Linked DNA regions of Sus scrofa: region 2 is linked to region 1. A link is a contact called in public Hi-C data. All regions are on one chromosome and are shown on one strand. The core of a region is the stretch at or near the end of the contact, and the rest is flanking DNA. Distances in the headings are between cores, read along the strand shown.

The links. A called contact is a pair of places that touch in the nucleus more often than the background predicts.
Region 2: a contact with region 1 is called in a Hi-C map of skeletal muscle, with 1.8 times the contacts expected there. The contact joins the enhancer-like site here to the promoter of GOPC in region 1. A contact is called at or near these places in 5 of 47 Hi-C or Micro-C datasets (embryonic fibroblasts, fetal heart ventricle, liver and 1 more).

The regions. Positions count from the first base shown.
Region 1 is chr1:44,235,066-44,241,743 of Sscrofa11.1, reverse strand. It overlaps GOPC (Golgi-associated PDZ and coiled-coil motif-containing protein), which reads right to left and starts at 2,380. Exons shown (of 9, transcript XM_003121242.5): 1 at 1,850-2,380. The coding sequence starts at 2,137.
Region 2 is chr1:44,300,706-44,306,432 of Sscrofa11.1, reverse strand. It overlaps DCBLD1 (discoidin, CUB and LCCL domain-containing protein 1), which reads left to right. Exons shown (of 15, transcript XM_005654388.3): 14 at 431-550; 15 at 3,268-5,325. The coding sequence ends at 3,770. Among named protein-coding and RNA genes, the nearest start is that of GOPC, 64 kb to the right of the region's middle. Within about 2 kb of position 3,377, at least 42 of the 83 cell types and tissues checked have an H3K27ac peak or open chromatin away from gene starts, as enhancers often do. A contact at or near this core is called in liver and skeletal muscle, where this site is marked.

The DNA.
Region 1 (6,678 bases), core at 1,131-3,630:
AAGGCACTACTAACCATGAACCTCCCTCCTCAATAAAACACATAACTGATTCCATGAAAACTGTAGAAATTGTTAAATGTAGGAATAACCCCACAGACAGAGAAGTCAACTATAACTGAAAAAACACATAATCACCATTTTCTGAGATCTTTAAGTCAAAGATTTCAAACATTCTCACCCTGTGATAGGCTAGCATTTCTTATTTTGAGAAATAATGGCCACCTTCTAAGCCAGGAGGTGGAACAGAATCAGAATATGTAACTACGATTTCTAAAAATAAACTTGCATAATTTTATTATAGCTCTGAATACTCATTTAAAAAATGTAAAGATGAAAAAATACAGCACCAGCTCCTGCTCAAAGACCAACCCTTTCTCCAAAATTGGGTTTTATATCTGACAACAAAAAATCACTTTAAAGTTTCCTTAATTCTTTCGAAAAATTAGTTAGATATTGTCTCATTTTTTAAAAGTTGTTTATCTTCAGTAGATACTTTCAGTTGTAAATTAAGAGTAGCCAAAGCCACTCTTGCTGTTATTCAAACTATTTCTAAAGACCATCCAATGCAATTTCACTACTATCTTCTAGAAACTATCACTAATCAAGAAATTAAGAGATATTTACATATACCTAGAATAAGAAGTGATTAGCTTCGCATCAACACTTCCATTCCAACCTCTTCAGAAAGGATGAAAGAAATTAACCGTCCTTGCAGTGGAGAAGAAATCTCCCATATGCAATTCTGTGCTAATCAAAGATAAATTACACCACCTCTTTCACAGCTGATAGGAAAGCAAAAGAACGCTAACCACTAAGCAAGGAGAGGATGTATTTCTGATATTCATATAGATTTGGATCCAATGGGCACTCTCAATTATCACAACTGATAGTAATGATGATTTCTTATGAAATCTAGTGTTCAAAGAGCTTTGTACATCACTGATTATACCATTTTTATCTACTTTAAAATGAAAGCTGCATTCTTGTATTTAAATTATCTAGTTAGACAATGCTCTTTATGTAACAGTGTTAATACATCCTGATTTCTAATTATTGTAATGTACTAATTTACTTTTCTGCAAAACACGGTAGTTTTGTTTTGCACCACCACTACTCTACCCACACCCAAGACTAGAAAGAGACTAAATCAAATGGTCATTCTTCACACACTCAAAAATAAATCTAGACTTAGGGAAATATGGTAAAGTATATAAAACCTCAATGTTAGAAGTCATGCGAATAACTAGGGCTCTCTGGTTGAATCTGCTTGTAATTTAAAGACCAACTAACTGTAAAGTGAGAAGGACACTGATACCATCTTGTTTATCCTACTAAATTTCCTAAGCTTTTATCAAATTCCCCTAAACAGTTCATGCAGACAAGGAATAGTCTGTGTGAAACAACAGAAATTGATCTGAAATAGCTAAAAATAAGGGCTGTGTCCGCTAGCGATATACAATCCTAGTTTATCAATGTGAAAGTAGATCCAAAAACTCAAATGTTAAAAGGTGTACGAAAGTGTTCTTACAATAGAGAATCTTTGAGCCCAAGTCTTAGGTTTGTTAATGTAATATGCACAAGTAGACTGATACACTTAGTTCCTGTTTCCTCCTCAAAGAGATACTAGGAAGGTGGATGACAGGCTCCCAGGAAGACCTACACGTCAAACTACACAACTTTTTCTACTCTAATCTCACTTCACTCTGCTTCCTGCACACAACGCACTCCCCCGTCACATATGAAAGCCCAGGTGCCCTGGTTAGCAGTTTTCTAGGGTCGTTTCACTGGTGCGTTAAACGGGACCTGATGACTGGAGCTGAATGCCACCCCTCCAGAGCCCATTGCTCACCTCTAGCTTGTGGTTGATTTGGGACACAGTCTGGGCTTTGTGGCAAAGCTGCGCGAAGCAGGAGCTCAGGCTGGTCATTTTCTGCCTCCCCTCATAAGTGATGTCCGCCTGATCCGGGTCAATCTCGCCCAGAAGCAGATCCACATCCACGAAGGCTTTGTCGAACTCCTTCTCCAGCACCTCCAGCCACCGGAACATGGATACCCCGCCAGGGGGGACCCCCACAGCACAAGAGGCACCCCCTGGGCCCCCACCGGCTCCTGCCGGGCATGGGCCGCCAGCCGACATGGCGCCGTCTAGGGCCTCCCGCGACTGCTGCTGACCCCGCTGTCCACCCGCGAGAGGAACTGCTGGGACTGCAGGAAGCCCCGCGCACACACGCTCCGTCGGTCCCCTCCCTTACCCTCACGCGGCTAACGCCGGCAACGCAGCCCGGAGTGGCAGGAGTAGCAAAGCTGAGGCGGCGGCGGCAACCGCACACGGAAGACTCCAGCAGTCCCACCTCCCGGCCCGCCCCCACTGCGCATGCGTAGAAAAGACCAAGGTGGACGCAGCCGGGAGAGACGAAGTGGGCGGGGCTAGGATGCGACGTAGGCCTATGAAAAGCCTCTGCTTGGGACCGGCCTGTCAGCCGCCATATTGACAACTGGCAAACTCTAGCTTGAATACCCGAAAAACAGAGGCTCGTGATGTTGGCTTCCAAGTTGGAAAGGCCTGAGGAAGAGAAGTGTCCACGTAGCAAAGCGGAAGAGATTCTGCCCGTTTGACTTCACAGTGGGCGGGACCCATTCTAAAATCGTCTGGGAAGTTGCTGCTTTGACGTACCGGGGGAGGGAAGGAAGAGTAAGGAAGGGCCATTTGAGCATGCGCAGTGGCCACGTTTTCCCTTTTCCAGTTCGGTTCCTGATTAGGATGAGGTGGGTAGGGTCGATGGACACACTGGCTCTTCTAGATAAACCAGGCCTTAAATTCCCGGTGGAAACTGCCTAGAACTGCATATTGAAGGACAACGGTTCACCAGGTTTTGCTGAATTAATACAAGACCTTTTGTCTTGTCCTTAAAAGGCAGGCGGCCTTGGATTCAAGTTTTAAACCCTATCACATACTAGCTGTGCCATCATAGTTGTATTCTTTAACCTCGAAGCCTCAGTTTCCAGCATTTACTTCACTCAGGAACAGGATAAAATGTTTTGCTTCAGTACTTGGCACTTGGTGTTCCTTATTACTATACAGGTCATGCTTTTTCAAGCAACTACCTAAAAAGGTGTACTTGTTTTTAAAAGTAGTACAGTGTTCCTACACATAAGACAAAATTATAAAGATTCATGCATTCATAAATATATTGAATGCAGAGTCCTATTGAGGCATTGGGGACACAAAAATGAATGGAGACATGACTCTCACTTAAGCGGAGCTCATAGGCTACTGGGTCTAACTCTCCTAGCTACAACTTTAATTTGAATTTTGAAAGTATTGAGCAACTGCTCTTTACCATTTCACCTACTGTCTCTCTACTTCAAGAGTAACCCCCAGTCTTGATAAGGAAAGGAGAAACCAGTCTGCGAGTAGGCTGGTAAGAACTCTCTTTCCTAGGAGTCATGGCCTAAGGGAATATTTTACCAGCACACTCCAAACTCTTCCAGTTTTCTCCACAGGGCAGGCCCTTCGCTAAGGCAATGTGGTGAGGAATAAGAAATCATAGTTTTAGGGTTTTTTTCTGGGTCACGGCAAACTCTACTATATCACCCGATAAAGTCCTTTGGCTTCAGCAAACAGCTAAGTAAAACTAATCAGAGATCCTTGCCTAGAGCTTAAATAGACCCTTTCACAGGGGCCTATTTAACATAAAACTAAGATTTACATCTTTCCCCGCTCCCTTCCAAATTAACTTTATTTTTATCAGCAATATTTGCAAGAACATCACTACTGCAGCTACCACGTCTCCAGCCACTTTCTCTATTCATAATATAGTTAGCAGTCCCATTTTCAGGAATTTAAAGTACAAACATAAAGTTGGGGTTGAGGGGCCCAGGTACCAAATCACAACAATAGCTTTCAGTTGTTGAATACACACTATGTGTTCGGCATTGTGCTGTTTGCTTTATTGCTTTGACTCTTACAAAATCCTGTGAGCTAGCTGTTGTTAGCTTTTTATAGATGCATCATAGAGAACTTAAGTATCTTGTTAGCTTGCTATACAGCTAAAAATCCACTGAGATGAGATTTCAATCTAGGTGTCTTTTCCTCCAAAATCCTAGCTGTTAATCATGGAGTATAGAAGGATGAGGAAATCCATTGCTTCATGTATAAGTTACCTGTGAAATGAATTGACAAATCAGTCCCCAAGTTTTTTTCGAAAAAAATTTCTTCCCAGTGATAAGCCATATACAACTGTTAATATATGAGAAATATTATCCCAAAGAGTAATTGTAATATTCATTTCTATATCTTACCACTTTCTCTTTTTTTTTGTTTGGTTTTTTCTAGGGCTGAACCTGCAGCACATGGAGGTTCCCAGGCTAGGGGTCTAATCCGAGCTGTAGCCATTGGTCTACACCACAGCCACAGCAATGCTTCTTCAACCTACACCACAGCTCACAGCAATACTGGATCCTTAACCCACTGAGCAAGGCCAGGGATCGAACCTGCAACCTTATGGTTCCTAGTTGGATTTGTTAACCACTGAGCCATGACGGGAACTCCTACTTACCACTTTCTTTAGCTTATATGAACTACTATTGAAAATAAATTTCATTTCTTTAAAAAAACATTTGGAGTGCCTGCCATGGCTCAGTGGAAACGAATCTGACTAGCATCCATGAGGCCGTAGGTTCGATCCCTGGCCTCATTCAGGGGGTTAAGGATCCAGCATTGCTCTGACTGTGGTGTAGGCCAGCAGCTACACCTCCGATTTGACCCTAGCCTAGGAACCTCCATATGCTATGGGCGAGGCCCTAAAATGACAAAAAAATTTTTAAAAAAATTCAACTTCATGTAACTGAAATGCATTTTAAGTGTTTATTTGTACCCAGGGCTCTGATCCTTGGTGAATACCCCCATTTTCAGGATTGAAGAACCAACTCCATTTCTGTGTACAATTTTTACAATTCCAAGTCATACCCTCTGTGTTTCAGAAGATTTTCATCTCCTTATTACCATTCTATGTAGCAGCTTCCACATCCTAATGTGCTTGCTGCTTGGTGCTATGTGACTATTTCAGATGCTCATGAGACACCTTCTAGGTAGACATCATCTTTTGTCCAACTTGATTGGGGCTTTACATCTGTGCAAGTGCCAGCCTAACATGGACATGAAAAGCAGGGTTTGATGTTCTAGTGCTGCCATCTGTTGTCAGTGTGCTCTATCTACATGTATTGCTTGTCTCGATCTACTTTAGCATTGGGAGTACTATGCAAACTCAATGTTTGTGGGACTTATTTTCAAAGAGATTAAACAAATTGATACTTCTATTTGAAATTGCATTGGCAAAACCGCCTAATAATTGTTTCAAGAATCATTTATGTGATTAAAAATTTCTTCTTTAATAAAATATTTATTTGGTTCCCATTGTGGCACAGTGGAAACAAACCCAACTATTATCCATGAGGATTTGGGTTCAATCCCTAGCCCCACTCAGTGGGTTAAGGATCTGGTATTGCCATGATCTGCGCTGTAGGTCACAGATGTAGCTCAGATCTGGCATTGCTGTGGCTGTGGCATAGGCCAGCAGTTGTAGCTCCAATTTGATTCCTAGCCTGGTAACTTGCATATGCCACAGGTGTGGCCCTAAAAATTCTGTGTGTGTGTGTGTATTTATTTTTGACCATGACTACAGCATGCAGAAGTTCCCAGGCCAGGGATCAAACTCACGCCACAGCAGCTACCTGGCTGCTACAGTGATATTGCCAAATCCTTAACCTGCTATGCCCCTAGGGAACTTCAAAAATTTCTTATATAACTTAAGTGTGACAATCTTGTTTTAGAAACTTATCCTTACAGTGCTTTACCATAAGGTGTTACTAAGAATTCAATGAGGATTGAGGAAACTGGAAAAAAAGGACAATGCTAAGGATTTCTTTGGTAGGTAGTGGTAATTAGTGGTGACGTTAGGGTAGAGTTCAGACATTTATTAGTGCATCATTAATTGTAAAGGCACTGTAGTGAATGGACTTGGAAGATAACCCTTGGACTGGAAAGGGAAACTACCAGGCCCTGTATTAAGCCCCACATGTTTCATTAACTCTCCAGTGATCCTGCCAGGAAAAGGAAAAAGTATTAAGTGAATACCATTGGTCACTAGAAACAGTTGTATGATGAATAAAGCCAGCTAGGGACAATCCACTACATTTTACTTGAGCAATGTGGGAAAAGTCTTAGAGTATCATACTCATATATATTATTTGTGTTATATTTACTCATATTTACTAACAATTTGAAGTTCTGTGATACACATGCTGAAGAAGTTTGGGCATTCTACAGTGATTTATTAGTCTCATTCTCCTGGTCATTTCTCTTATATACGCATATGGAACAACCATTTGTCCTCTTGTTCGTTTTTTCTTTCTTTCTTTTTATAGCCGCAGCTGCAGAATATGGAAGTTTGCAGGCTAGGGGTCAAATCAGAGCTGTAGCTGCCAGCCTACACTACAGTCACAGCAATGCCAGATCTGAGCTGCATCTGCAGCCTATACTGAAGCTTGTGGCAATGCCAAATCCATAACCCACTGAGGGAGGCCAGGGATCGAACACGCATCCTCACAGTTCCTGTGTTGTGTTCTTAATCACTGATTCACAATGGGAACTCCAATCTTCTTGTTCTAAAAACTTGA
Region 2 (5,727 bases), core at 2,128-4,627, 64 kb before region 1:
TCTTAGGACACAGGATGCCTAAGCAGTGAGCTGGCTACGGCCCAGAGAGAGGGCAGCAGGGCAGGACCCCTGAGAATCTCAAGGACAATCTAGGACTCCACTTCCATAGGATCTAAACAGCCAGCTGTGTTGACTCCTCAAGCTGACACTGCAGATTAAGGAGAACCGTGGCCAGGTGGTCTAACCTAGAGATAAGCCGCGCCCTGACGGGCACACACATAGAACAGTTTACAGACACAGGGGAAAGCATGGTTGAGACGGGGGTTGCTGTTGCAATGACCTCAGCCTGCTGTTTCCACCACACACACCTGAAGAGCTGTGGTTGTGCATTTATCATGGTCTGCAGGCAAAAGGCAGCCTGACCTCTGACTTCATAGAGTATGTGTGTTGTGTTTCTGCGATACTAGTTTGTTTCATGTCTTTTTTCCAGATTGTTGGAAGCAGATCAAATATCCCTTTGCCAGGCATCAGTCAGCTGAGTTTACCATCAGCTACGATCATGAAAAGGAGATGACACAAAAGTTGGATCTCATCACAAGTGATATGGCAGGTAAGTACAAGCCTCCGTGACAGGGGAGGTGTTGGAGGTGCTGCTCATGGGAGAGGGGAGACCAGGAAGAAAAATAAGACTCACATCTTTTGTTAGATGGGGTCTGAGAATCAGTCATGTGTGAAGTTTTCTCTTTCTGCTCTGTGCAGTGTTACAAACAGACACTGAAATATTTTTCGAAAGCCCCATTCAACCAAGCCTCTTACACCTGCAGGGGCCCTGACAACCACAGCAGTGGTCCTTAGGTACCACTGAAATCTGGAAGCCCTTGGAAGTTCCTGTCATGGCTCAGTGGTTAACCGAATGAGTATCCATGAGGATGTGGGTTTGATCCCTGGCCTTGCTCAGTGGGTTAAGGATCCAGTGTTGCTGTGAGCTGTGGTATAGCCTGGCAGTTGTAGCTCTGATTCAGCCCCTCGCCTGGGAATATCCATATGCCATGAGTGTAGCCCTAAAAAAAAGAAAGAAAGAAAAAAAAAATCTGGAAGCCCTTAATCAGTCTGTTTTTGTTACTTAGGTTTTGAGTAACATGCCAGGAAAGGGACTAGGAAGATGAATTAAGCACAGCTCCTGTCTTGTAAGAAGAGGAGGCAGGAGATGAAGGAATCAGTTAGAATGTCCTCAGGTTCCTGATCAGCCATTGTCCAGAGTCAAGTTTTTCAAATGATTTGTGAGGAAGGAGTCATTTTTTGCTTTTAAAAAAAAAGGAAATCTCTAATCCATCAAGGACTAGTATTTTTGTAATGTAAACTTAGTAAATGAACATTTTTAAAAGATGTAACAAAATATAATGCTCTCATTTTTAAATTAGACTCAAGGGACATAAAACTACTTGCTAAAATTGCTCTTCCTGAACACTTTCCATTTGTGCACTTACCTTTTTGCAGACCTGTCACAACCAGTTCTAATATGTAGGCATCCATATACCACACTCTGAGTAGCACTGCTGGCTCTCACTTCCTGCTACTCCAAGTACATTCTGAGGACCAGCAGTTGCACCCAGGAGCTTTCTAGAAACATGGGCTCTCAGGCCATGCCCCAGGCCTGCTGAACCAGAAGTTCCCAGGTGATGTGTATATGTATTAAGGTTGGAAAAGTACCAGTGGAAAGGTTACTTGACCTGCTTCAGGGGCCAAAGGAGCAACTCTACCACCAAAATCCATCTTATTCCCCCCCTGGACAATTCTCACTCTGCCTTGGGAGTGAGGCAAGGACACAGAAGAACCCCTTGTCCTCCTTTCATTCTCCTTCTTCTTCTAGTAGAGCCTCTCCTCCCTCCTCACCATGTGGTCCTTCTCAGGCACCTTAAACGTGCAAGGACCCACGTCCCACTCTTGCCCCCACTCTTCTGCAGTCTCACCCACTCCACTCCAGAGCTCCAGAGTGCTTCCTTTCCTTCTTGTCTGCTCACACCCAGACTTCCCTCTTGGTCTCCAGTAAGTCAGTAATTCTTGCCTGCTGGACATCATCTCCTGCAAGTGTCATCAGTTCCTCAGAGGACCCAAACTTGAACCCATTGTTCCTAACCCTCACCTCACATGCTCTGTGCATTCCTTCTCTAATTGCCTTTTGATTGTGGATCCTGTTTTTTCAGAGCTTTACATCTGGGAAGCATCCTCTTTCCTCCCACCCTGCCTACATCATTGGTGACAAATTCCTCTGATACCTGTCCCCTTTCCAAATAGCCTTTCTGAAGCTGCTGCCAGCCACCTGATTTGTGGCTTCTATATTTCATTTCTCTGCCTTTTACTTTTTGTTTTTTTGATCTTTCCTTCTTCAGTCTCCTTCTGGAGTTACATCTCTTTGCCAGTCTCTTATTTAGGGTCCTCAGTAGATTTCTACAGAATTAAATCAACTTCCTAGCAAGGCTTCTAGTGCCCTTTGTGATCTAGCATATGGGTAACAGCTCACACTTGGGACCTATGTTCGAATTCTAGCACTACTGGCTGCTACCCCTGTGATCTTGGAAAAATTACTTAATTTTGGAGTTCCCGCATGGCAGTGGGTTAAGTACCCAACTACAGTGACTTGCTGTGGAGGTGCAGTCCCTGGCCCAGGAACTTCCACATGCCATGGGTGCAGCCAAAAAGGTGGGGGGGGGGAATTAGTTAATCTCTCTCTGCTTCAGTTTTCCATTTGTAAAATGGAATAATAGTCCTCAACTCATAGTACTTCTTTTTTCAGAGGATTTAATGAATTGTTCTCTTAGTATCATAGAATAGTGCCTGGCACCAAGAAAGGACTCCCATAAATGGGAGCTTCACCATTATCATTAGTCCCAACCTATTACTTCACTCTTTATATTGTATTAAATTACTCCATGTCCCTCATACTCTGGCCACATCACACTGTCTGTGGTTAGTTAATAAGTTGTTCAATCACTATTCCCATTCTTCACGGTATTATCTCCACCTCCAAAATCTGGCCTCTCAAGAGCCAGTTTAAGAGCTGCGTGGAGTATTTTCCCTCATGGTCCTCTCTATGGTTAACCGTAATCTCCGCCTTTCTAGGTCCCTGCTACCCTTTTCGGCTTCCTAAAGCAAGCGTGTGGTTGTGTAGCCCATAAGTGTGGCGTCGGTGCCTTTTGCCCGGGCCTTCTCTTCACCCCTGGTACACGGCGGGCGCTCAGCAGAGCGGGTGCAGCGCAGCGCCCCTCTACGCACAGTGGGGGTGCCGGTGCGGGTGGGGTGCACAAACCTCTGCCCTTTGGGTTTCAGATTACCAGCAGCCTCTCATGATTGGCACCGGGACGGTCACCAGGAAAGGCTCCACCTTCCGGCCGATGGACACCGAGGCGGAGGCGGCAGGGCCGGGTGCCGAGTCCCGCAGCCACTACGACTGCCCCCTCCCGGCCAGCCGCCACCAGTACGCCCTGCCCTTGACCCACCCGGAGCCCGAGTACGCCACGCCCATCGTGGAGCGGCACCTGGCCCGCGCGCACACCTTCTCCGCGCGGTGCGGCCCCCGCGGCCCGGGCCCCGGGCCCGCGCACAAGCATTCCCTCTCCTCCGGTGCCTTCTCCTCGGACGCCGGCTACCAGCAGCCGCAGAGCCCCACGGGCCCGGGCTACGACAGGCCCACGGGCGGCGGCTTGGCCGTGGGGCGCGCCCCTCCCGACTATCAGAAGCCCCAGATCGGACCCGCGACCTCTGCTGCCTACTTGGCCCCCAGAGACTGCCTCAGACCCCTCAACCCGACGGCCATGACCGCTCTTCTGTGAACACAATGTGAAAGCAAGCTGCTGTGGTACTGAGCGTCGGCCCTGGAGGGAGGTGTGTGTGCGCGTGTGTGTTTTAATAGGATCCTGCTGTGGAGTCCTAGAGACTTCCTCTCACACTGTTTACAGAATTGTGCAGCTGGTTTTGTTCTGATCCTTAGAGCAAGCGTCTGTGGGTTTTTTGTTAGGCTAAAAAACTGAAAAATCTCATATGGCATTTTCACTTCTCTGACTGTGATAACTGAGCTGCTTCGGTGTAAAATGTGCAATCTGTACAGAGTTGTATTTAACAAAAAGTAACTTAAGTTTGCTTTAGCAGGTTTTAGTTCTGCACAGAGGTTAAGTGGAAGAACACAGCTGTTGCAAAAACGTTTATGAAGCTGTTGCAAAAACGTTTATGATAGTATGTCTACTTTTAAAATATATTTTTCTGATACTGTGTTAGCAGCAGGTCTGTTTAAAGTTAACCGTGTTGTTATTATGGTTCATTTCCTTTCCTTTGATACGGAGAACTAAAAGCATTGTTAACATTCTTCTCCTGGAAGGAATGAAATTACTTGAAGCATGAAAAGCACATCAGGGTGGTTGTTAGCAATTATGATTGTAGATTAAAAAGAACCAACAAACAAAACCCAACCATTTCAGCAGCTGCCTGTTCCTTAAACTCCACTTCAGGTGAGATGCAGTGGCTGGTCAGGACATGCAAGGAGCAGGTCCCCATGGCCTGCGGGGGACCTCACTGTCCTTGGCCTGGGGGACCTGGCTCTCTGAGCAGCTGCCTCCATCACACTGTGCTTCTTGCTCACCTCTGGCCTGGCAGATACTGTACAGCTTTCACATGCAAATCTGCCTTTTCAAACTGTCTTGCAAAGACAAATGCCGAGACTTCCAGCAACCAAACTGCTCTCTCAACTGAATGAAGCAACCAAAACTGCTCTCTCAACTGAATGAAGGTGGCACAGCAATTTCACTCTGAATTACTGTGTCAGATGCTTTTTTGTACCTCAGATTAAAAATATTGCTGAAATCAGACGCCCACACGTTTCATGACTTTCTTCTGAAATAGCACACTGTACTCTGAAACACAAAAAGTTATTTGGAGTGTTTTCTTAGAAAAGTGACTGAAGCCAGATCTACAGAGCTTTTCTACTGAGATGGTTAGAAACAACGTATTTTGTAAGAGAATTTCCCTCAAGTACATGTCTCTAATTCCAGATTAGCCCAGACCTCAGCTGCACCTCCTCTTCCATAGTTTTTATCTGAGCTTGCTTTGTGAGTTCACTGTGAGGGGAATTTAACCTCTTTTGCCAAAGAGGAAAGTGTTTTGTTTGTTTTTAATTGAAAATGTGGACCAAAAGTCCTTTCCCTAAAAAAATGTATTATAATCCTATTTGTACGACTGTGACTTTCTGTGAAACACACAAATTTTAAAATACTGAGGTGCTGGCAGGTCACGGCAGACTATCTGTGGTTATTGTGGAAGATAAACCATTTACCTTGTGAGTTTACCTGGTTTTCTATGCATACTAATTGTAATAAATTATGCAAAACCAACGTGCCCCTCTCTCTCATTGGCGTCCTGCTTGGTGGGCTTTTGAAGGTACTTGAGGCTCAGCCTCCTAAAGAGGGCAAGGAGTACAGTGGAAAGAGCACAGGCTTGGAGTCCCACAGGACTTGGTTCCAGACCTGGGTCTGCCACACAATAGCCAAGGGATCTTGAGCCGATTATTCTGGAAATAAATGAAGACCAACCAAATGAGAACAAGCAAAGCCTATTCAGAACTTGCTAGAGCAGAGGAATCCGCCACCATTACTTCCGTTTTGGTAGAGACTCACAAGCCACGGAGGAGTGGGAAAGCTTTACAGTGGGAAAAGGGGAAGTCTTCAAATATGCCCTGAATGGAGGCTCTTGGCTAGGGGAGGCTGCAGGATGGATTAACTAGAAGGGGGTCATCTTCTA